7 separate regions of the Mus musculus genome follow, and regions 1, 2, 4, 5, 6 and 7 are each linked to region 3. A link is a contact called in public ChIA-PET, Hi-C, HiChIP or PLAC-seq and promoter capture Hi-C data. All regions are on one chromosome and are shown on one strand. Each heading gives the region's core, a stretch centred on a gene start, on an enhancer-like site or on the middle of the called end of the contact. The rest is flanking DNA. Distances are from core to core; before and after follow the strand shown.

Region 1 (3,083 bases), core at 30-2,529, 440 kb before region 3:
GACCATCTCTGCCTTTGCCTTTCTGCCTCTGCCTCAAGTGCTGGCATGAAAGGGGTGCACCACCACCACGCCCATGTTGAGAACTGTATTTTTTTTTTAGGTTTATTTATTTTTATGTGTATGGCTGTTTTGTATGCATGTACATATGTATGTCATGTGCATTCCTACTCTCCGTGAGAAGAGGTAAGAAGAGGGTGGCAGATCCCCTGGAACTACAGTTACACATGGTTCTGAGCCTCCATATAGATACTGGGAATCAATCAAACCTGGGTGACCTCCAAGAACAAGTGTTGTTAACTACCAAGACACGTCTACAGCCTGAGCACCGTGCTGTATGTTTGGAAGTGCTGCAGCTGGTTCTCCACACCTGCTCTTTGCGTATTTTTGCAACCCTGTCCTCTTTCTCCTGCTTCTAGGAAGACTCTGCTAAGATGGGTGGGGAGTTGGTTTTTGAGATACTATGGGGCTGGACCACGCCTATTTCCGCATCCTGCTGGTCCTCTCATTTTGCCCTACCTCCTCTTCTCAGTTCCTTTTTAATGTGTAATCTAAAACTGTCTCTGCCTAAATCCACCATAAAACCTTGCTCATTTGCTCCTGCCGTATCTTCTCTTCTAGTTCAAAGCTTTGCTGTCTGCCATGCTGGGCAGAGAAAACAGCAGGCACAGTGCAGAAAGGCATAAGAAAAGGGCCGGAGGCTGGCCAGACCTGATTTCTAGAAGATTCTGGTGAGACTCATAATCTTAACATCTTTCTGCATGTGGAGAATAAATGGGAAAGTTCACCATAACTGACACATGACTTAGGCAAACCTGACTCTGAGTTTCAATAAGGTACAAGAATTGATACCTGCTGTAGCTATCTCATAGACCTCTCGTGTGATCAGGAGCATAAGACATGATTCCCAATGTCAGGTAGTGAGTTGACTTGGTGTCTCCTCCTGTAGAAGCAGGCTGCATGCGGAACAGGGCAGAGGGCCATGTGAACGGACAGATGGGCGTTGCTGGAGGTGGCTGGAGATAGTCAACTCCCCTCTGCGACGCTGGTGGTCTCTGCCCAGTCACAGCCTCTCCTTACTCCCCACAGGCAACAGCAGATTCGGCCTCAGTGCTCAAAGTGCACTGCTGAAAAATCCATTCTTTTAAGCCAAGCTATTTTTCTTGTTGATCTCTAGTGGGTAGGAGAATTTGAAATCTCATTCCATGTGGTGTGATGGTAGTGGTCTGCTTTCCTGTTGTGTATGGTAATTCGTGAAATAGAGAAAAAACAGAAAAACCTCATACGACTTCCGGTTTTGGGTTTTGCTTCCTGATTGAAGGGCAGGCGCCCTGACTTCTCTTACAGTTGTCTCCAGTGTTCTGGGGAAGCTTCTCTAAGTATTATGTGCTTCATAAAACAGGGATGGTGTCTGGTCCTGGAACTGCTACTGCTGCCCTTGGGAACTGGATTTCAAGGTAGCTTCCTCCAAGTGTCCGGCTGTGCACTGAAGGCATGGCCAGCTGGGAAAGGGGAGGTGGGATGTAGCTCAACCCTGGAAATGAGCATGCTCCTGGGCTGGGTGCTACCATGCTCGCAGCGGGACTGGGGGGAAGGCTGGGACGTGTTCCTCAGCTCTGGAAAACGAGGCCCCATCTCTTTTCCCAGGAGGACAAGAGAAACGGGACCTGGGGAGGTGGGGAAGTAGGACCCTTGTACTACATATACCTCATGCCTGGTGCTCTGTGAAGGAATTTTTAGTAAGAGGAAGCTCTCTGCTAAAAGGAGCTCCGTTTTTTTTTAATATATTTTTTATTACGTATTTTCCTCAAATACATTTCCAATGCTATCCCAAAAGTCCCCCATACCCTCCCCCCCACTTCCCTACCCACCCATTCCCATTTTTTTGGCCCTGGTGTTCCCCTGTACTGGGGCATATAAAGTTTGCAAGTCCAATGGGCCTCTCTTTCCAGTGATGGCCGACTAGGCCATCTTTTGATACATATGCAGCTAGAGTCAAGAGCTCAGGGGTACTGGTTAGTTCATAATGTTGTTCCACCTATAGGGTTGCAGATGCCTTTAGCTCCTTGGGTACTTTCTCTAGCTCCTCCATTGGGGGTCCTATGATCCATCCAATAGCTGACTGTGAGTATCCACTTCTGTGTTTGCTAGGCCCCGGCATAGACTCACAAGAGACAGCTCTATCTGGGTCCTTTCAGCAAAATCTTGCTAGTGTGTGCAATGGTGTCAGCATTTGGAAGCTGATTATGGGATGGATCCCGGGATATGGCAGTCTCTAGATGGTCCATCCTTTCGTCACAGCTCCAAACATTGTCTCTGTAACTCCTTCCATGGGTGTTTTGTTCCCAATTCTAAGAAGGGGCAAAGTGTCCACACTTTGTTCTTCGTTCTTCTTGAGTTTCATGTGTTTAGCAAATTGTATCTTATATCTTGGGTATCCTAAGTTTCTGGGCTAATATCCACTTATCAGTGAGTACATATTGTGTGAGTTCCTTTGTGATTGAGTTACCTCACTCAGGATGATGCCCTCCAGGTCCATCCATTTGGCTAGGAATTTCATAAATTCATTCTTTTTAATAGCTGAGTAGTACTCCATTGTGTAAATGTGCCACATTTTCTGTATCCATTCCTCTGTTGAGGGACATCTGGGTTCTTTCTAGCTTCTGGCTATTATAAATAAGGCTTCTATGAACACATGCCCTTCTTACCAGTTGGAACATCTTCTGGATATATGCCCAGGAGAGGTATTGCTGGATTCTCTGGTAGTACTATGTCCAATTTTCTGAGGAATCACCAGACTGATTTCCAGAGTGGTTGTACAAGCTTGCAATCCCACCAACAATGGAGGAGTGTTCCTCTTTCTCCACATCCTCGCCAGCATCTGTAGTCACCTGAATTTTTGATCTTAGCCATTCTGACTGGTGTGAGGTGGAATTTCAGGGTTGTTTTGATTTGCATTTCCCTGATGATTAAGGATGTTGAACATTTTTTCAGGTGCATCTCAGCCATTCGGTATTCCTCAGGTGAGAATTCTTTGTTTGGCTCTGAGCCCCATTTTTTTAATGGGGTTATTTGATTTTCTGGAG
Region 2 (3,298 bases), core at 295-2,794, 470 kb before region 3:
TGCCTGTTAACCCCTGAATGGTTCCTTGTGAGGCTGGGTCACACATGCTGGCCTCATCGTGGGAAGTGCCCCCTGGTGGGTCCTTTCCAGTTTTTGCTGGGTCACTTGGAACCTGGCTGGATCTTTGTCCCCCAAACTGCACAGGGTTCTGTCCAAGATTTCTTCCCTACAGTCTAAGGTATTTTGCTGATAGTCAGGTGGCGCTTGCTTCTATGTCCTAAAAATGAACTTTATGGCTGGTCTTAGACTCTCAAACTTCTGACTCAGTTGGAGTCTTTAGTTTTATTGGTATCTCTCTTTCTTCCCTCCCTTCGCCCCCCCCTTTTTTAATATCTCAATCACAAGTGTGATATGAAAGTAGAAGCTGGGAGACTGGGCTGGAATGGTCTAAATGGGGGTGGTGGGTATGGTGGTGGTGGTGGTGGAAGGGAGTGGCAGATGGGGGAAAACCAAAAGGAAAGATTGGAAACTTAGTATTTCATAAATGTATTTAAAATGTAATAATTAGAATTTAAACAAGGTTACCCTGTATGGGTGGCCAGAATTGAATGGAAATACCAATGTCAGGTGGACAACATCTTGCCAGTTGTCTGTCAGGGAGGTTCAGGGAGGCCCAGAGGCTCCCAAAACAGGACAGGCTATCACCACTGCTCTTGGTTGCCCACCAGAATTTGATGGTAAGACCCCATTGCTAAAGAGACCAAGCACATACTTTGGATACAGAACACAGAGAAATCAAGCTGGAACTGAACTGGAGGTCTCCTCCCTGCTGGCTAGCTTTCACAGCTCTGCAAGGCGCTATGCAGGCCGCTGGGGGAGAAGAGTCACGAATAGTCTTACCTTTGAAGGTACAATCCTGACCTACCTGACACCATGTCCCCATTGGTACCATAGTGGTGTGATTATGTCGGAATAGCCAGTTACTTTCTGATTGGATTTGAGGCCAGCCAGAAAGAACCCATGTTTGATACTATAAACTTAGTCCAGAACCTGTGGCTGGGTGCTTCAGGACCTCTCAGGGGGAACCCGTTACTGTTGCTTTGCTAAATGGACATACTGTTAAATTGCCTTCTAAGCACTCATGTTTATACCCACAAGTTAGCACTACTTTCAGCCTTGCTCAGAGATGCCACTGTGGGCAGTGGTTAGTTCAGAGACTCATACCTGGTCAAAGTCCGGAGAATCAGTGATGGAGTACTCAGCTTTAAGCAAGGCGTCTGTATCAGGGCTCAGGAAACACTGTGGAAGAAGGGGTGGAAAGAATGTAGGAGCTAGGAGACAAGGAGGTGTGCTGTGAAATGACATCTTCCCATCATGACACATTTCATGGTTTGCTGCAGAAGCTCTGCCAGGCTTGGGCCTTCAACATTTCATCATGGGTAGGAGTGAGGCTCATGGAGCCCTCCCCTCCCCAAGGGACTATTGGCAGTTAACGGTTTCTGGGGGAAGGAGTGTCGTGGTCTTTGATGTTGTTACCACCAACAAATAGCAGATGCTCTAATAACCGCCCACTAGTGCTCATGTAGGTAACCATAATTAGATTCTGTGGATCACACACACACACACACACACACACACGCCAAGCGATGTGAAGCCAGGTATGACTGTTAGGGAGCAGAGTCCAATCAGAGGAGGATGGATGGGAGAGTAACAGGTGTGAAAGTGACTAAAACTCACCATATTTGTGAGGAAACTGTCAACGAACAATCTCTTTAAAAAAAGAATAGAAAACAAAGATGCCCGTTACTGAGAGTATAGTGTAGGTTCTCCTGCTCTCTCGCTCTCTCTCTCTCTCTCTCTCTCTCTCTCTCTCTCTCTCTCTCTCTCTCCCTTCTCTCCTCTCTCTCTCTCTCTCTCCCTCCCTTCTCTCCTCTTTCTCTCCTCAAAGGCTCCATAAACCCTCCAGTCTATCTGGGACAGACTGGGATTTCCTCTGTTCAACTTTTATCAAAGTGGAGAGGTGTTTTTTGTTTTTTTGGTTTTTCGGTTTTTTTTTAACTATTTCCCACCTCTTCTGATGACTTTTACCAACTTTGCTCAGTGTATTTTCCAGAGATTCATCAGGTCACGCCTGTGTGTTATCTACCATCTTTCAAAAGCCTGCCTATATATCTTTCCAACATGGCTCATAGACAGTTATTTGTTCATCTTGACCTAGTTCAATTAAGAGCCAGAGGTGTATTTTTTTCTAAGTACATCCTATTAGCAAACATTTCCTTAGCAAAGCCAGGACAATAACCCACATCAGTGACAACAATTCCTGTCATACTATATCCTATCATAGACATTAATGAGTATTGCTTGCTTTTGTAACACATTATACAGATGTGGGCAATGATAGAAATAATAGTTATTAGAAAACATTGTAATTTTGATTCCTGAAATTCTTGCCAAACAGAATGGAGAGGTGGAAGAGCCTAATCATATAAATTGACCCAGAAGGGGTTTGGGTCACTCAGCTCATAGCTTTCCTTGTTCCTGTAAATGACCAGACCAAGATCTTTTGTGTAATATGGAGAGAATTATGAAAGGGAAAGAGGCCCAGATGAAGTCAAATTAGGTCACTGAAAAGTCCTGAGGTGTCCCCTAAGGATTCCGTGGACAGAGATTGAAAAAGAAAGAGTAAGAAAGGAAAACCTGGGGCTGGAGACATGGCTCATCGGTTAAGAGCACTGGCTGCTCTTCCAGAGGTCCTGAGTTCAATTCCCAGCAACCACATGGTGACTCACAACCATCTGTAATGAGTTCTGATGCTCTCTTCTGGTGCGGCTGAAGACAGCTATGGTGTACTCACATACATAAAATAAATAAATAAATCGAGAGAGAGCAGACAGAGAGAGAAGAGAGAGAGAGAGAGAGAGAGAGAGAGAGAGAGAGAGAGACCTGCCCTTGAGAACTAACCTCAAAACAGCAGTCCTGGCCAGCACTCTGTCTTCTCCGTAAGATCCTATTCTGTCGTATTCTCTTTCGTTCTTTGGCATGAATCTCTTACCCATAAAGAGTGAAACATTTCTAGACTAAGTCTTAAACTTAGCAATTTTGTTATCTCAGTAGCTTAGGCCGTCCTACTGGGTCCTTTGATGGGATATATTCAGTTTTCCACCTGTTTTTCCTGAGCTCAAAGCTTGCGTATGCAGCCATCCGTCAGCATCTGCATGGAGAGGTTTAGCAGGCATCTGAAGCTTCGAATGCACCACGTCAACTCTTGCTTTCTCACCTTGAGCCTCCTATTTCACCTGAAGCATCTTCTCCATCCCAGGAAATTGCTGTTAGAGTCACTCAGCTATTTAGGCCGGAC
Region 3 (3,392 bases), core at 798-3,297:
TGGAGATCCGCATGGTGGGAGGAGAGAACTTGCTCCCCAGGGCAGCACATGACCTCCACACAAGCATCATCGTGTGTAGGCACCATTCCACCTATACACTCACAATTACTGCCCAGTGGTGGTGGCACACGCCTTTAATCCCAGCGCTAGGGAGGCAGAGGCCAACTGATGTCTGAGTATGAGGCAGCCTGGTCTACAGAATGAGTTCTAGGACAACCAGGGCTACACAGAGAAACCCTGTCTCAGAGGAAAAAAAATCAAAACAAACCCAAAAAACTAACTGCCTTGTGTATCTTTTTCCTGAGCCACTCAGTTCCTATTAGTTTTCCCCAAACAGGTAACTACTTACCAGTTTCCTTATGGCCTTCAAAAAGTATATATTTATAAGTATATCACTGTGTTTTTCCCCACCTTCCTTTTATACATGGCAGGAACATAATCTTTTTTTTTTTTTAATTCAAGACATTTTAAAGTTTTATATGTGTGTTGTGTGTTTAGGTTTTCCTCATAGTATCTGGGTTATTTATGCTGATTATCAGCATTGCTGCAATGAGTAAACTGGAACATACATTGTGTGTGTGTGTGGGGGGGGGGGAGTGTGCCTGACTGAGGAGGAAAAGCTGCTCCAAAGAGCACAGGACTTTAGTGTTTTCAGATTTAAGAGTTGCTTTCTTAAATATAATCCTCAAACTAAGACTGCTTTCTCAAAAATGTGTATATTACGGGAATATTTTCTTAAGTTTTATACATTCTTCCTTCAAGGTCAGGCAAGAATCTGGCACAGCAATTCACAGCCATAATTCGGATTCTTGGAAGGTTAAAGCAGAACAATTGGCTAAAGAGCAAGATGCTGTCTCAAAAAAAAAAAAAAAAGATATCATGGTGGTTAAAGAGATGGCTTAGCTGTTTAGAGCAAAGACTGTTCTTGCAGAGGACTCAGGTTAGTTCCCAGCACCCACATCTGGTGGCTGCCAACCACCTATTGCTCTAGCTCCAAAGGGATTTGCCACTTCTTGCCAGCTGAATAGAAAAGAGAGACAGGTGTGGTGGTACACGCATTTAATGCCACCACCCTCGAGGCAGAGTCAAGAGTATTTTTTTCGTTCAAGGCCAGCCTGGTCTACAGAGTTCCAGGAAAGCCAAGGCTACATACAGAACATTCTCGATAAAACAAAAACAAGACAATCCCCCCAACACACAAAGAAAACTGAAAGAAATGATTCAAAGAAAGAATGCTTGTTTTTTAATCTGCTTAAGTAACATCTGTGTTTCCAATTCTATCTCCAGTCAACCTCTACAGGTAGGACCATCCCTGATCCACTTGTAGATTTCACTGTGCTCAGCACGATTGTATACAACAGTAGATGCTCATTATACGCTAAAAATAAATTGGATGATCTTTGTTTATCTGTTTTGTGTATATGTCAAGGAGCATATTCGGAGGTCAGAGCCAGCACATGATAGACATCTCTCCTACCACGTGTGCTTTGAGGATGAAACCAAGGTTGCTTCAATTTGGCAATCCTGTCTCAAGCGAAAAATTGCTCGTTTAATAGCTTCGTATTTTAGCTGAGCCCTGTGCTGTAATCTCTGTCCTTGGGAGGTGGAGACAGTAGGATTAGAAAACCCTGCCTGAAAACAAAACCCAGATTAAAGATTCCAGGTTAAAGATGGGGCAAGCAAAACGCAATAAACCCTCCCACCCCTTCTGACCCGCCCCCACAATACAGCTGGGCCTCATGGGTCAAGTAGTTTGGAAGTGGAGACGGGGAAGGGAGACCCCGATTTCTGGACCAGCTTGAGCAATCTATCTAGTTCAAGGCAAACCGCTGTGGCTCTGTAGCTCCAGTAGCCGAGTGCTTGCTTAATACGTGCAAGAACCTAGGTTTGAGGCCCAACCCAAGAAAAAAAACAAAAACAAAAACAAACCCAGTCTCCTGTCCCTTTAAAAATGGCGGTCCTGCACGGTAGAACGATATTATTGGCTGCTCAAGTCATGGGGGCGGGGTTGGGGCGGGGCATGTGGTGGCGCCAGTGGTTCCACCTCCTACGGCAAGTCGGAGGCAGTAAGATGGCGGCTGCTGAGGAAGGTTGCGGTGTTGGGGTCGAAGACGACCGGGAACTGGAGGAGCTTCTGGAAAGTAAGAGTGCACGATGGGAAAGACCAGAAGTATCGGGGAGAGGATCCATCGTGGGGGTTAGAGGAACTTGAGGTTTCTGAGCGGGGCGGGAGAATCTCTTCAGTGGTCAGCGGGGGAGGTGGTCTGAGTTCGACCCCGGCCCTCTTTATTAGCTGGCTGTGTCCAAACCGCACATCTCCCTGCGAAGGGGAACACTAACCGTAAAGAGCTGTTTCACGAGCCCCTTACAAACTTCTCTTGCTTTCGATTGTCGGATTGTTGTTGAGGCAAGGCTCTCTCACTCGGTATCCCAGGCTGATCTGGAACTCGCGGCAGTCTTTCAGCCTCCGCCACTGGGAGTACAGAGATCACAGGCTGGACCCACCAGGATCGCCTTCTGTAAATTATTAAAATCGCCTCTCCTTTCAGTAGCAGGATTCACAGAACAAAATAATCTTTAAGCTCCAAAGGTCCATATGTCCATGATAGTATCTTTCTTAACCCGAAACGCCTTTTTACCGCACAGTCTTTCCTCATTCTTTTACCAGACCCTTAGTTCTTTCGTGCGAGTAGTCAAAGAAGTCTCCTTTTAAAATTAGTGTGATGTTGAGAGACTGTCTCGTGTAGTTTTAGGCTGACCTCACACTCATTGAGTACTGTAGAGTGGCCCTGAACTTGTGATTTTTCCAGTCCCTTCCTCCGCATTCTCGCATGGCACCACAATGCCTGACATCCCTTATTTATCCTTTGGAGAAAACAAAGTGAGCCAGCCCCAGGGGAAAAGGTCTCCTCTTCCTGAAAAGATGGTGGACCTTCATCTCTTTCTTGGCCTTGCACTCCACTCCCGTTTCCTGCGCCAGTGAGGCCAGTGCCCTTTCCCTAGTCCTGGCAGGCAGAGTGATGGTGACAACACAGGCTTTTCAGGGCAGAGGTGAACCTTTTATCTCTTGCTCAGTCACAGCGATATAAGCAGGTAGAAAATGAACAGATGAAGTGAGGAGTGCCCAGTGACTGGCCTGGCCCAGGCTTACTGCATATGAGGCCAAGGAGGCTATAGGTGCCTGTTAAGGGCGATCTAAATTGGAGCATTATTTAAGAGTTAATACCTTCTTGTCGAATGTATCCTAGTAGTCAGAACGGTGGAAAGCCGGGTGGTATATTCTGTGCTTCCTCAACAGACGATATTAGCTAAGGCCTCAGAGTGAATTCCAAGAAATAAGGCTCTCTCTCCCCTCTTCTTCATGTTAGATGAAATGTGTAGGTTTTTGTTTG
Region 4 (3,440 bases), core at 301-2,800, 300 kb before region 3:
GAGAGGTAATGGCAGAGCTAGCTCTTCCTTTTCAGTTCCCAATCTCACCACTTGGGTGTGGTATTTCACACAGTCTGGCAAATTAGTTAAGGGAGAGCTAACCATGGAAGGCTTTCCCAGAAGTAGAAATGAGCAATGATTTCACAATATGGCACTATTGTTTGGAATTAAGTTCCCAATCCTAGCCCCTGACAGGCCAAACTAGGGTTTAAAAATGGAGTCACTTGTACCAAGCTCTGTAACTGACTAACTTATTACCTGGTTTCAGAAATCAGAAGAGAGAGAAATAACAGCTACATTTTCCAAATGGATCACTTTAGGTTGTTTTGTGTGGTAATTCTTGTTCTGGACTGTCGGGTTTGGTGTTGCTAGAGATCAAACTCTCACATGCCAGGCAGTCCCCACCACTGAGTTATGGCCCCCAGCCCTGACAAGCTAGGGTCAGTTGGCATGGTAATAAAGTTATTATGTAGGAAAACAGAAAAATGAATAATGTAAAGCAACCCAGTACTCACCAGTTATCTTGCTGTTGCTCTGCCTCCTGGCCCTAGCTTTTAGGGAAAGCAACTTTAGAACCAAGGCTGAGGCACAAATCTACTCCTTGTTCCTCGAGTCTGCCTCCCTCAGGGATGCTCTGTCCAGAAAGCCAGCTACTTATGCTCAGCTCGTTGGAACACTTACTCTGGTTTCTGGAATAAAAGTTTTCCTGGATCCAGGACCACGAATAAAGCTAAATAAAGCCTTTAAAACTAAATTTGTAACTTGTGTCTTCCCATTTCTCACGCTGGCTCCCTTGCCTCCCACCTGTTCCTGTCCTGTTGAGAAAAAACTCTGTGCTGTGCTCCATGTCTTATGTCCAGCTTTCTCTGCACACTCTACAGCTTCAGTTATTCTTTTTACCCTCTCTTCCCTGCCGCCCCTCCCCCCAGTTCAATGTTCACCCTATGCATAGACTCAGTCTTTTCTCTCCAGGCCCAATACAGTGGGGCAATGGCTGCTGGTTGTTGGCGCGTGGAGTTATAGGTCATGGTGTACTGTTATATCCATAGCTCTGGAGGCTTTAAAACCAGCTTCAAATTATCTCTCTCTCTTTTTGTTTCATTCATGTGAAGACAGGAAACACTGAGGCCTATCAAGTGTTGTCATCTCTCTCAGATTTTAAAACTTAAGCTATTCTGTATCTTTTGATATCTGTAAAGAATTTACAAGTCAAAATCTTGTATTCCATAAGAATTAAATTAATAAAGTTTGAGATTTTGTGACATATATGTTTGCCAAAGTTACCCAAGGAATGACATTGAAGCACAATTTATTTGATAAATATTTTATCATAGAAATAGCTTTATAAGAAATGTATTTTGAGTGTAGTATTAATATAGAATCAGAAATTTTGGTCTGCATGTTTTATATAGCTATATAGAGTTCAGAAAGTTATGATGTGAATACTTATGCTTCCTTAAAATTGCTGTTGAACTCCTGACCTCCAAGATGATGGTATTGTGTAAGGCCTTAGAAGGCAGTTAAGTCACTAGAGGGAGGCAAATTACCATTCTTCATGGAGACTTGTGACCCTGGAGAGGCTAGAGAGATGACTAAGTGGTTAACTGGCTGGTACTTTTTCAGATGACTCAAGTTCCAATCCAGGAAACAACCATCTGTATTTCTGCTTTCATTGAATCTGACACCATTTTTTAATCTCCACTGACACCAGACAAAAATGCATAGACACACACTCAGACAAAACACACATATACAAAATAAAATAAAATGAATGTGGGGTGTGTGTGTGTGTGTGTGTGTGTGTGTGTGTGTGTGTGTGTGTTCAGGAGAGTTGCCTTTTTCTTTTGACATAATTCTTCCACAATGACAGAACCTTTTACTCTTCTGACATGATTCTTCCACAGTAATAGGAAACTTTTACAAGGAAGGAGATTCTGACCAGATCCTGAATAAGCCAGAAACTTGTTCTTCAGTTTTCTGGCCTTGAAAACTATGATGAGTATATTTATATATTTACTATTTAGAAGTCATTCAGTTTATGATAAATCATTATAACAAAATACTTTAGAAGAAACCAGAATAAGACACAAAGCACCTCCCATTTTGTAGACCTTAGAGTCTTTAGCATCTTAGTCCTTACAGAGAGATTACTGTCTCAGAGAAAAATACCAAGAAGAGTCCTTTATTGTTCCAGTGATTTTTAAACACCATAAAGTGAGAACTTGAAAACGTTTCTAGGAAATTAGTTTACAAGAAAACAAACTAAAATAAGATAAAATTATATATTATTTATAATAATTTGCATTGAATGTGTACTAGAGATGACAGAAGTAGAACACTAGTGAAATTCTGTGACCATGTACCAGAAATAATTGTTTTTGGTGTACAGATAGATGTCTACATATACCATAATATATGAAGAATAATAAATATAATTTTGCCTTTTTTTTATCTCAGTAAAAGCAGAAATTGACCTTGGGAGAGAGCTCAGTAAGATGTATGTCCTGAAAACATGAGGACCTGGGTTTGGATGTCCAAAGAGTCCATCCTGGGATCCTTGGAACCTCAGGAAGAGTCAGACAGAGGAGAGGGTACATTGGGGTAAGTGATAAGAAGGAAATTAATCATGTGCATGATGCCCAGTATATGACTGTCCACCAGAGAACTGAGAATGGTGGTTCCCAGAGACCGCGGGACTACCATGGCACTTCAGTAGCCTTGACGAGCCCAATTTGGAACATGGATGTTTATGAGCTAGGAGAGGGTTTGGTGGATCTAAAGGACTTAGACTGCCATGTAAGTTAGGTTTATGAAGTGCTAATCTAGAGTGAATAGAGAACAAAGAAAAGGGTCTTTTCATGTCACCTGAAGACAATTCTGCAAGATTTGTGTTGTGGGTGGTAGAGAGATAATGAGTGTGGCCATGGCTAAGTTATGACCAAAAGCCTATCAGAACCATCAGGCACAGCTGTGGCAGGGGAACCCAACTGCTCTGCCTTGGATGTGACCTAGGCCCCACCAAGTCCCTGAGGATGGGGAAATGCATGAGAGCCCCATAGAGTGCTGCAGAATAAGGAAACCCAAGGGAGGATGGGACCCATCTCCATTCTGTCCTGGAGCTTGCTAACATTTTACCTTGGTCGCTAACCCTTGATATCAACTGGTGATGCAAATGAACTGCTGCAGTTTGTGAGAACCTGTTTACCCTTTGTTAAAAGTTATTATTACATGAGTTTGTTTTGTTTGTTTGTTTTTAATTTTGTTTTGTTTCTAATGCTAACCACTGAGTAGCTGACAAAATAAATAAGAGAAATCCCCCCTCAAAGGCAGCAAAACAACAGTTTGTTTCAATCTGTTTATTCTAAAGGTATCCTACATGGGTTGGTGTTGGGAGCCGCCCTCACATTTGCCATTATAAGATGGTGCTGACAGCTGTGTTC
Region 5 (3,333 bases), core at 424-2,923, 420 kb before region 3:
TGGCCTCATAAAATTAATGTTTCTTTTGTTTCAATTTTACGAAATAATTTGAGGATTTGCCATCAGTTCTTCTTTGACAGTCTGGTAGAACTGTATGCTAAATTGTCTGGCCTTGGGCTCTTTTTGGTTGGAAGCTAAATGACTGCTATCTCACTGGGGAGTTATGGTCCTGTGTAAATTGATTGTCTGGCCTTGATTTAACTTTGGCAAGTGGTACCTTTTGAGACAATTATCCATTTCTGAGATTAGATATTTAAAATACATTTAAATTAATTAAAATATGGGGTACAGATCTAAACAGTGAATTATCAATTATCAATAGGGGAAACTCAAATGGTCGCGAAGCATGTGGAGCTGTCAGGGAAATGCAAATCAAAAATTTCTTGAAATTCCACCTTACACCTTCACAAATGGCTAAGATCAATAATATAAATGGAAGTGCAAGATTACAAGGATGTGGAATGGGGAAGCACTCATCCATTTCCGGCGGGAGTTTAATCTTGTACGGCGACTATGGAAATCAATATGGCAGTTTCTCAGAATGTTGGGAATTGATCTACCTCAAGATCAAGCTGTACCAATCTTGGGCTTATACCCAAGGTAAGCTCTATTCTACCACAGGAATGCATGCTCAACCATGCTCACTGCTGCTCTGTTTGTTATGGCCAGATACTGGAGGCAGCCTAGATGCTCATCAGCAGAAGAATGGGTAGGGAAAATGTACATTTGCACAGTCAAGTGTAAGCCAGGTGTTCAAGAGAATGACATCATGAAGTTTGCAGGCAAATGGGTAGAACTGGAGAAGGATGCTTAGGGAGGTAACTCAGACTCAGAAAGATAAATATGCTGGGTGTTTGTTTGTTTGGATATTGGCCATTATATAGGTGTTAGCCAAGCTGTAGTCTGTAGACCCAGAGGGACTGGGTGTTGAGGAGGGGTCTAGTGGAGGTCATATGTATCTCTTTGGAATGGGGAAATGTAATGGATTTTGTGGGTGAACTGGGGGCAGTGGAGACAGAAATGGAGGGGGTGTCTTCTTGGAAAGGGGACAGGATATAGAGTTGAGAGAGAGGTTGAGAGTTGAGGAGAGTTGGCTGGAATTAATGAGTATTTGAGGGATGACGTGGAAGCCTGGTGGGGGTCTTTTCGGTGGGAAATGCAAAATATCAACTGGCTAACTCTTCTCACCAAACAGGGTTTTCAGTAGTGGGCCTGGGTTAATTTCAACTGAGTGGATGGCTAAGAAGTTCCAATGGAAGTTCTCTGAACAACTCAGGCTGTTGCTAAGACACTGAATGGGTTCTCTCCACAACCTGACAGTGGGTCCCATTGTGGAAGATAACACCCACACAGCTCATTGAACATGGATAACTCGAGCTGGCATGTACATGGAACCTTTACTCCTGGGTTCTGGTGTTTTTGGTGCAGGAAAGTATTCTGAAGGCTACCAGAAAAGAAATGTAACCGTCCACTCAGTCACAACACTTTTGACCTACAATCTGTCCTACCTACAAGATATGCTGAGGCAACGGTGGCACAAAACTTGGAATATTCAACCAGTGTCTGATTTGACTTAAGGCACACCCCATGAGACAGAACCCATGCCTGATCCTGCTTGTGTGACCAAGGGCCAGAGTCTGGATGACCCAGAGACCTAGATTAAAACCAAATACTGAGGGGCTGGAGGCGCCATGTCGGGCCGGGAAGGTGGCAAAAAGAAGCCCCTGAAACAGCCCAAGAAGCAGGCCAAGGAGATGGACGAGGAAGATAAGGCTTTCAAGCAGAAACAAAAGGAGGAACAGAAGAAACTCGAGGAGCTAAAAGCCAAGGCTGCCGGGAAGGGCCCCCTGGCCACAGGTGGAATTAAGAAATCTGGCAAAAAGTAAGCTGTTCCTCACATCTGGGGTGATAGTGACCCTCCTCTTCCATTCCTATTTAAACATCTGGATTCCCTGCCATAGCATCTTTGCCACCTACAGCTAGAATGAAGTGTTATCCTGTGCCCAGTCAAACATCTGGATTCCCTGTCATAACATCTTTGCCATGTAATAGCTAGAATGAAATGTTATCCTGAAGCCTGTTGTACATTGTAATAAACTTTTGTAAAAAAAAAAATGAATAAAGTAAATAATGCAATGAAAAAAAAAAAAACCCAAATACTACTGGTTTCAAGGGGGGGAAAAAAACTAATGATAAGATGACTCCTAAGGATATTCTGCTATACTCATAGATCAGTTCCTTATTTAGTCATCCTTAGAAAAGCTTCCTCTGGAAGCAAACTAGAACAGAAATAGAGATAGCCAGAGAGGAGAGGAGAGGGGAGGCAGAGGAAAGGGAGAGGGGAGGGAGAGGAATTTTACTTGGTGTTTTTCTTTGCCACTTTCAATAGTCTTTATTTGTTCTCTTTGTATAGTGTTTTGATTATTATGTATAGAAAGGGATTTTCTTTTCTGTTCTAATCTTTTTCGTGTTCTCTACACTTCTTGTACTTTGATGTACATCTTTAGGAAAATTTCCTATGATTTTGTTGAAAATAACTTTTGGGCCTTTGAGATGGGTTTCTTTTCCTAACTCTATTCCCATTATTCTTAGATTTGATCATAGTGTCCCGGGTCTCTTGAATATTTGGTGAAGTGGAAACTTCTAGTTTCTTTGGAAATTTAGTAGGTGAAATATGTTTTGCTGGGGCACACAGGTGAAAGGATTCTTGCTAAAGCAGACAGGTACGTGAAAGGACACTTGATGAAGGAATATAAATATGACCCCACAGACAGTGGGAGACAAGCACTGAGCATTGGTTTGGTTTGCTCCACCTCACTGTTCTTTACGCTGACATTGAGAGAAGCTTATCCGAGAACTGCTCGTGAGGTTCCTGTAGCAGTCTGCTGCTTCTGCGGCCTCACCTCAGGCTGGTTGGTGCGCCTAATGGTTCCTTCAGGATTGAACTACAACGGCTGGTTCGTGCTGAAAGGACTGGACTGTAGCTGCCAGTTCATGCCTGGTGTCTGCCTGCCTAGAGGACTGGTCTGCAGCTGCTGAGTCGTATTTGGTGTTTGCTATGGGACAGAACTGCTGTCCAAGAAGACTGAGCTTGCCTCAAAGAACTATGGCTGAATCGGTCCACTTCTCCCACATCCTAATAACTTTTCTCTTCCACTACCTCTGCTGAGTGGTGGGATAGAGCCCTCCTTATTAAGGATTGAGCCCTTATTAAAAGTAGGTTGCAAAAAAATTATTCTTACAACTTTGTCAAGAGTATTTCCTTTGACTGATATATCCATTTCTATCATATCTTCAACATCTGAGATTCCCTCTTCCATCTCTTGTAATCTG
Region 6 (3,009 bases), core at 133-2,632, 360 kb before region 3:
ACACTTTTAATCTCAGCACTTGGGAAGCAGAACCAGGTGAATTGGAGACCAGTCGGGTCTACATGGTGAGTTCCAGGCCAGCAAGAACTACATAGTGAGACCCTATCTCAAAAAAAGAAAATACAATAAAACCATCAGACAAACAAACAAAGGAAAAGGGAAAAGGAAGGAAGGAAGGAAGGAAGGAAGGAAGGAAGGAAGGAAGGGAGGGAGGGAGGGAGGGAGGGAGGGAGGGAGGGAGGGAGGGAGGGAGGGAGGGAGGAAGGAAGGAAACTCCAATTTATATCATTTTTCAATTTCTATGATATTAACCCCTTATGTGGAGTTAATTCCTAGCTACCACAGTGAGGACACATCTGGGAACACACCATGCCCAATACATCATTATGAAGTTGGATACAGGAGGCAGGAGAAGAGAAAACAAAGAGAACTACAGACCAGTTTTCCTCTAACTCCAGCTCTTTCTACCCCATGACCTTTGGGGTCAAGAGTAGATTATCTGTGAATATGACAATGGATTCTAAAAGCATTAGCCTGGGGACTAGTAAGATAGCTTGGTGGATAAGGATACTTGCTGCATAGGCCTGGCAACGTGAGTTTAATTACTTGATCCCACATGATGGAAGAAAAAAGCTGATTCCTAGGGGTTGTTCTTTGACTTTCACACACACACACACACAGCCTCACCTTTCAAAGTCTCCTTTTGAGCTCCTATTCTAGTGTTCTGTTCATGGAAGTTCTTTCTTCCATCCTTTCTCCATAGCAAACCTTACAAACAACTTCTAAATTGAAGGCAACAGAGAGCTAACTTGATTCTGCCCCACTGTGCCTGTCAGGAAAATGGGCTGTTGGTCAGAGATGTCTACGCCTGTCTACTCTATCAGTTTGTGACTATAGCTCAAAGTATCACTTGCACAGGTATTCAATGAGATTATGTAACGAATCATAAGTAACAGTCCTGTCATCTCATGCCAAGTAAGTTACAAATAGAAGTTGAGCTCTGGATTCCCTAATTTGTAGGTGGTCTACTCAATGTCCGTTTTTTTCTTAGGATCCAAGAAGAGTTTACCAGACAGATCTGCTCAAAGAACTTGTGACACCCATTTCCTGGAAACAGCTTAGAAAAAAAGAGGGGTGGGGGGGGAATCACACTTCTTCCCCAAGCCAGGGTTTGACTGATGTGACATTACAGCCCCTTTCCCAACTCCCATGGGTCTGAACACCTGACTTTGGCTTCTCAAGAACAATGAAGTGATAAAGTGATTTAAGCCTGATCATAAATGAGCAATCCTGGAGGCTCAAGTAGAAAAAAAAAAAAAAACCCGGTTGAGACAGGAAGCTGGTTCAGGAACTTGTCAGCAGAGGCAGCACTTCGACGATCAGAGCTTCTTCCTTGGGGGTAACAGTAAGCAGCTGTCCTGCCGAGCTGAGCTGAGCTGAGCTCACAGCTGGGGACCCTGTCTGCGATTGCTGGCTAATGGATCCCAAAGGATCCCTTTCCTGGAGAATACTTCTGTTTCTCTCCCTGGCTTTTGAGTTGAGCTACGGAACAGGTGAGTGTCCATTTGTTTAAAGGGTTTGAGTCTTGTGTTTAGCAGTTTGGAATCAGCAGAGCCCCATGGATGGAGAAGCCAAGGGCTGGGGAGTGCTGTTCAGTTGCCTCTTCTTTAAGGAGAGTGCCTCTGGGTTTCCACTGTGTCTTTCAAAGAGGAAGAAACCTGTTGAGTTCCCTGAGCCTTGGGCTACAAGGATTTGTCCCATCTACACTAGTTTCTATGGAAACCAGAAGCTAAAGGCACCTGCTATGTCCATAGTCAGCTTCCTGGACTCAGGCTAAAATTCTGAGTAGCTGGTTTATGTGGCTACCCTTCTGGCAAAGACCCAGGCTAGGGACCAAAGCTCTGGGACACTTGACCTATACTTCTGCTGAGGAAAACGACTCTCACATGTACATCATTGGCAGACAAAGAACACCGGTCCAGTGAAAAGCAAGGGTGATAGGAGCAACAGGTAGAAGTGGGAAACCTCAGACCTTAGGCTCACACCAGACAGTGGCTGCGGTGTGGTCATGCTTTCTTATAAGAGATGACTCCAAAGCACCAAGAAGAGGAAACGTTGGGATTTTGGAGCCCAGGGTTGCTTACAGAATGGGGAAAGTGCAATCAGGAAACTTCAAGGCTCTGCAGTGGGCTCAAGTGATGGCAAAGGGTTAAAGGAGCAGGACTTCTCTCCCATCCCTCTGGTTCTTCTCTTTTCCAAGGCAAGCTGTTGTTTTCTACTTAGTGGGTGGGAACTGTAAGGAAAGGTATTGGAGAGCAACCGTGCTAAGCAGTGCATACTGGGCTAACCATGGAATGAATGGTCAACTCCATTGTAGAGTTTAATTAGATTGTGGGAGACAGCCTGGCAGAGATGGCTTTAGGAAGCGGATCGGGGAAATCCTGAGAGCCAGAGCATTTTGGTCGTGGGGGATTCATGACTGTAAATCCATTATGGACTTTTCTAAGAAAAACCCTGAAATGTGCCAGGGATTGGGGGTGGGGGGCTGTACCTAGAATCTTTTATTCAAGTCTCAGATGAGGAGACCCTTGTCTAGCTCCACTTTGAGATAATCAAACTGAGCATCTTTGGAGGTAGAGCTAAGCCCTTCTTGTTGCATACCATTTGAACCCACCATTGCTGGCTTACTTGGTGACTGTAGTAACTATGGAATGAACGTTTGGTTTTCTCCTTGTCTAACCTTGTCTGTAGCAGCTCAGATGTAGCTAGCAAATGTTCTGCTTAAGGGTAGGAGGTCACTGGCTAGTGAGCGACAGCCCAGCCCCAGGATACATACATGTCTCTCCACTTGGCAACTATTCTTTCCTTGCATTCCACGTTCTAAAATAAGCTCAATTTTTGTCAGTGTTTCTATTTATAAATGTGTACTCTTTTGTGAAACCCCATTAAAACCCAAATAGAAATACTTTGCAAATGAGACTTATCAGTCGTGTCAGGGCAACCCAGAGG
Region 7 (3,180 bases), core at 51-2,550, 340 kb before region 3:
AGAGGCAATAATAGCACTATTGTATTGATTTTTTTTTAAGAAGAAAAGCATATTTCCTCCCCCTCCCTCCGCCCCAGTTGTCTCATGGGAGTAGTTTGGGGCATAGGGACAAGTGCACGGGACCATCATATCCCTTTTACCAAAAATGGGCACATAATACATTAGAGATTTTAAAATGGAGGAGCAGGACAAGAGATTGGCTTAGGAGAGACACCAATATGCTATTTTTAGACAAGGAAAAAGAAAGCATTTTATTTAAAAACATCTTTGTGAAATTAGAAATGGGAGAGACAGGGCTAATAAGTAAAATGATGGTAAGGAGGTAGACATGGAAATCTTAATGCTTTAAAGCCATCTCTAAAGCCATGCAAACAAGCATCTCCCCAGGGAGACAGATACTGAAACAGAGGCTCCCCTCTTTTCCGGGTGGGGTGAGGCTCACTCCCTTCACTTCTGGGTGGAGTATTTTTAAACCCACAGTGCATTTGCTATTGACCTTTAACTGGTTTTTTTGTTTGTTTCTTTGTTTTTCAGAATCGAGTCCATGGATGCAATATACTCTTGTACCACTGGGGGTCGTTATAATCTTCATCCTGGTTTTCACGGCAATAATAATGATGAAAAGACAAGGTAGGCTGTCTTGTAAGAAGGGTCTTCTTACTGGGCTCAACAGTGGTAGGTGGAATAGATTTTATGCAAGCACAGACTCTTGTATACAGACAATAAGATCTTGTATGCTGTCACTCTATTCACAGGCTCAATCTTACTACTTTAGCTTTCTGGCTGGGAGCCCTGTGAAAAAGAATAAGATCCTCTTGAGATCTTGTCCAGTTCAGTGCAATTCTAGTCTCTTGAGATCCTGTACCAGCTTAAAGGAGTCGGTAGAGGAAAGAGCCACAAGTGTCTAATGTAGAAGACATTGTGCAGATAATTTAAACTCAGCACTGAAGTTTGACTTGTGCAGAAGGCTAAAGGAATCAAAACAGGAGGTACAGCACACTGAGATTTACCAGGGAACAGGATTCAGAGGACTCTTAGATCCAGCCATGAAACGTGTCCCCGGGTAGGCTAAAAGCAGCAAGACTGTGATTCTAAGTTTAAGCACTTTGTATTTCTTCCCAGTTATCCTGTGATTCACTATCTCAAGGCCATATGCCCCCTCAGCCTTACTGACTACCACCCATCTTGATCAGAGCATCCTGACTCAGAGGCCCTGGTTGGCCTTCCTTCAATAGAAGGCAGAACATGATGCTCTTCCCTTCTCGTTGCCGAGCAGATGGCTCATGTCATTCTGAAGCCCGTAAATGTCATCCACATACAGTCTTCTTAGAAAAGCCCTTACCTCAGCACCTTGATGTTGGTTTTGCTTATATAAGATGTCGATTGCAGCATAGCCACTTACCTCTATCTCATTTCCTCCAGCGAAAAGTTCGCTGAGGCGGTGGGGGCGGGGTGTGTTATTCAGATAAAAATTCTGTTGAGAGGTAAGGGTTTGGGAGTGGGTCTACTTAGCCTTAGTAGAAAACAGTGAGATAATGTTAAGGCTAAGAAAGCAGATGGAGTTTCCCCTCTAGGCCAGCTAGCGAAGCTATACTGTTTTCCAACACATTCCACACGGTGTTCTGCTCAGCACATGGCTGAACTCTAAGGGAGCAGTACTTCCCTTCCCCCCACACTCTAAAGCCCACTTCCACCCACCATCAAAACACATATCCACCTTTTTCAGGCATCATTATGCCTTGCAAACCTGTGCCAAAATCTACATTCAGTTGCTACGCCCTCCACAAAATATTGCTCAAGGGATTCTGTTGGCAATGTCTAGTGGTATCTGCTCCAAAATGCCTCCTGACTCTGAAGAGTTTTAGGTTGGTTCCCATCTCCAGGGGAATTTATGAGTTAAGAGTGTGGGCATTGGGTAGAGTGCAGTGAGACAAATCCATAGTAACAACTGCTTGCAAGTCTGAGGCAGGATGATCACTCCAACCCATGGGTTCTAGATCAGCCCTGAGCTACATAGTGAGACCCCATCCCCAAATAAGCCAATGAAAACGTGGGGCTTTGGCCTGAGACAGCATTCAAATGCACTTTGCCACCAATGAGCAGGGTAACCAAGCAAACTTCTCACCATCTGCAAAGCAAGGATATTATCCTCTTTGTGGTATTGCTGTGGTGACTGGCACAAACCAATACACAGCAGCACCATAGTGGTTTTCCTGCATGATGCATATGTATACGCATACATCTATAAACAGGCACATCTCTTGATGTGAGCAGGTAAATGTTTAAGTCTTAAGGCTAGCAGAGAACTATGCTGGAAGATTCTAGAAACAGTACTAACAGCGGGTCTAAAGTACTTGAAGCTACAGTCACATAAGACAACTTCTTAGACACACTTTTAATCCCATCACTCAGAAGGCAGAGGTAGGCAGATCTCTTGAGTTTGAAGCCAGCCTGATCTACAGAGTGCGTTCCAGAACAGGTGAGGCTACACAGAGAAACCCTGTCTCAAAAAATAAAAATTAAAAAGAAATATAAAGTCTCTCGTTTTACAACTACAGTATAACAATGCTAGTGCTACCTTTAAGGCTAAGGACTAGGGCTCAGGTCTTTTCCGTAACATCCTAAGACTTAGCTGACTTGGAGCCAAGTTGAGCTGGCTCCTGGAATTCTGTTTCAGAACTGAAAACGAGGAGGATGGAAGAAAGGGTGGGATGGAAGAGACAGAAAGAAAATCTAAATTATCTCGATTCAGTGGTCTTTTTGATCATTTGGGATTGTCCTACCAATTCTATATTTCGAGGAGAGAGCCTGCAAGGTTGAAAGTCACTAAAAACTTGAGTACAGTTTCAATTTGTACCCCTGACTGTACCTAAAGGGGACTGGACAAGTAGGTCTAACTTTGTAAACTCTAGTGGATTTAAAATGAAAGTATATCTTATAGAAATACTTTTTACCCTCCTCCTAGCCCCAACCCTTCTGAGAACCTATGATCCCTATCCTCCCATTCTTACTGTTCCATTCACTGTGTGTCTGCTAACTCTGACTCTCTCTCTCTCTCTCTCTCTCTCTCTCTCTCTCTCTCTCTCTCTCTTTCTCTGTGTCTGTCTCTATGTGGCTCTGTCTTTCTATCCTATCTGTCCCTGTCTGTCTCTTTCTGTATCTTTCTGTATGTGTCTGTCT

Evidence for each region. Promoter capture Hi-C pulls out the DNA fragments that hold promoters and counts their contacts. A called contact is a pair of places that touch in the nucleus more often than the background predicts. ChIA-PET counts read pairs in DNA pulled down with a chosen protein or histone mark. HiChIP or PLAC-seq counts read pairs in DNA pulled down with a chosen protein or histone mark.
Region 1: a contact with region 3 is called in a promoter capture Hi-C map of stem cell-derived epiblast-like cells, with 2.9 times the contacts expected there. The contact joins the promoter of Cd48 here to the promoter of Pex19 in region 3. A contact is called at or near these places in 6 of 39 promoter capture datasets (the HPC-7 cell line, HPC-7-derived erythroid cells, embryonic stem cells and 3 more).
Region 2: an H3K4me3 HiChIP or PLAC-seq map of pro-B cells shows a contact between it and region 3, with 4 times the contacts expected there. The contact joins the promoter of Slamf7 here to the promoter of Pex19 in region 3. A contact is called at or near these places in 3 of 39 promoter capture datasets (the C10 cell line, hippocampal neurons and pre-B cells) and 2 of 115 datasets of contacts at active chromatin or transcription factors (memory CD8 T cells and pro-B cells).
Region 4: a Hi-C map of group 2 innate lymphoid cells shows a contact between it and region 3, with 2.9 times the contacts expected there. The contact joins the enhancer-like site here to the promoter of Pex19 in region 3. A contact is called at or near these places in 16 of 39 promoter capture datasets (the 3T3-L1 cell line, the C10 cell line, the HPC-7 cell line and 9 more), 2 of 15 datasets of contacts at CTCF or cohesin (large pre-B cells and pro-B cells), 9 of 484 Hi-C or Micro-C datasets (B cells, the CH12 cell line, the G1E-ER4 cell line and 6 more), 10 of 115 datasets of contacts at active chromatin or transcription factors (the 230-238 cell line, the HPC-7 cell line, T-cell acute lymphoblastic leukemia and 6 more) and 2 of 9 other capture datasets (embryonic stem cells and macrophages).
Region 5: an H3K4me3 HiChIP or PLAC-seq map of bone marrow-derived macrophages shows a contact between it and region 3, with 4 times the contacts expected there. The contact joins the promoter of Tma7-ps here to the promoter of Pex19 in region 3. A contact is called at or near these places in 3 of 115 datasets of contacts at active chromatin or transcription factors (bone marrow-derived macrophages, large pre-B cells and memory CD8 T cells).
Region 6: a contact with region 3 is called in an RNA polymerase II ChIA-PET map of memory CD8 T cells, with 41 read pairs. The contact joins the promoter of Slamf1 here to the promoter of Pex19 in region 3. A contact is called at or near these places in 1 of 39 promoter capture datasets (HPC-7-derived erythroid cells) and 2 of 115 datasets of contacts at active chromatin or transcription factors (large pre-B cells and memory CD8 T cells).
Region 7: a contact with region 3 is called in a promoter capture Hi-C map of hippocampal neurons, with 2.8 times the contacts expected there. The contact joins the enhancer-like site here to the promoter of Pex19 in region 3. A contact is called at or near these places in 3 of 39 promoter capture datasets (the HPC-7 cell line, HPC-7-derived erythroid cells, hippocampal neurons and 1 more) and 2 of 115 datasets of contacts at active chromatin or transcription factors (large pre-B cells and pro-B cells).

What each region holds. Positions count from the first base shown.
Region 1 is chr1:171,680,713-171,683,795 of GRCm38.p6, forward strand. Cd48 (CD48 antigen) reads left to right here and starts at 1,280. Exons shown (of 4, transcript NM_007649.5): 1 at 1,280-1,454. The coding sequence starts at 1,382.
Region 2 is chr1:171,651,493-171,654,790 of GRCm38.p6, forward strand. It overlaps Slamf7 (SLAM family member 7), which reads right to left and starts at 1,545. Exons shown (of 8, transcript NM_144539.5): 1 at 1,165-1,545.
Region 3 is chr1:172,124,708-172,128,099 of GRCm38.p6, forward strand. Pex19 (peroxisomal biogenesis factor 19) reads left to right here and starts at 2,048. Exons shown (of 8, transcript NM_023041.3): 1 at 2,048-2,141. The coding sequence starts at 2,072.
Region 4 is chr1:171,826,326-171,829,765 of GRCm38.p6, forward strand. No RefSeq gene overlaps it. Among named protein-coding and RNA genes, the nearest start is that of Cd84, 12 kb to the right of the region's middle. Within about 2 kb of position 1,551, at least 23 of the 459 cell types and tissues checked have an H3K27ac peak or open chromatin away from gene starts, as enhancers often do. A contact at or near this core is called in the HPC-7 cell line, T-cell acute lymphoblastic leukemia, bone marrow-derived dendritic cells and 2 more, where this site is marked.
Region 5 is chr1:171,709,397-171,712,729 of GRCm38.p6, forward strand. Tma7-ps (translational machinery associated 7 homolog (S. cerevisiae), pseudogene) reads left to right here and starts at 1,674. Exons shown (of 1, transcript NM_001372440.1): 1 at 1,674-2,133. The coding sequence starts at 1,692. The coding sequence ends at 1,886.
Region 6 is chr1:171,765,750-171,768,758 of GRCm38.p6, forward strand. It overlaps Slamf1 (signaling lymphocytic activation molecule family member 1), which reads left to right and starts at 1,383. Exons shown (of 7, transcript NM_013730.4): 1 at 1,383-1,553. The coding sequence starts at 1,478.
Region 7 is chr1:171,787,406-171,790,585 of GRCm38.p6, forward strand. Slamf1 (signaling lymphocytic activation molecule family member 1) reads left to right here. Exons shown (of 7, transcript NM_013730.4): 4 at 535-630. Among named protein-coding and RNA genes, the nearest start is that of Slamf1, 22 kb to the left of the region's middle. Within about 2 kb of position 1,301, at least 50 of the 459 cell types and tissues checked have an H3K27ac peak or open chromatin away from gene starts, as enhancers often do. A contact at or near this core is called in hippocampal neurons and pro-B cells, where this site is marked.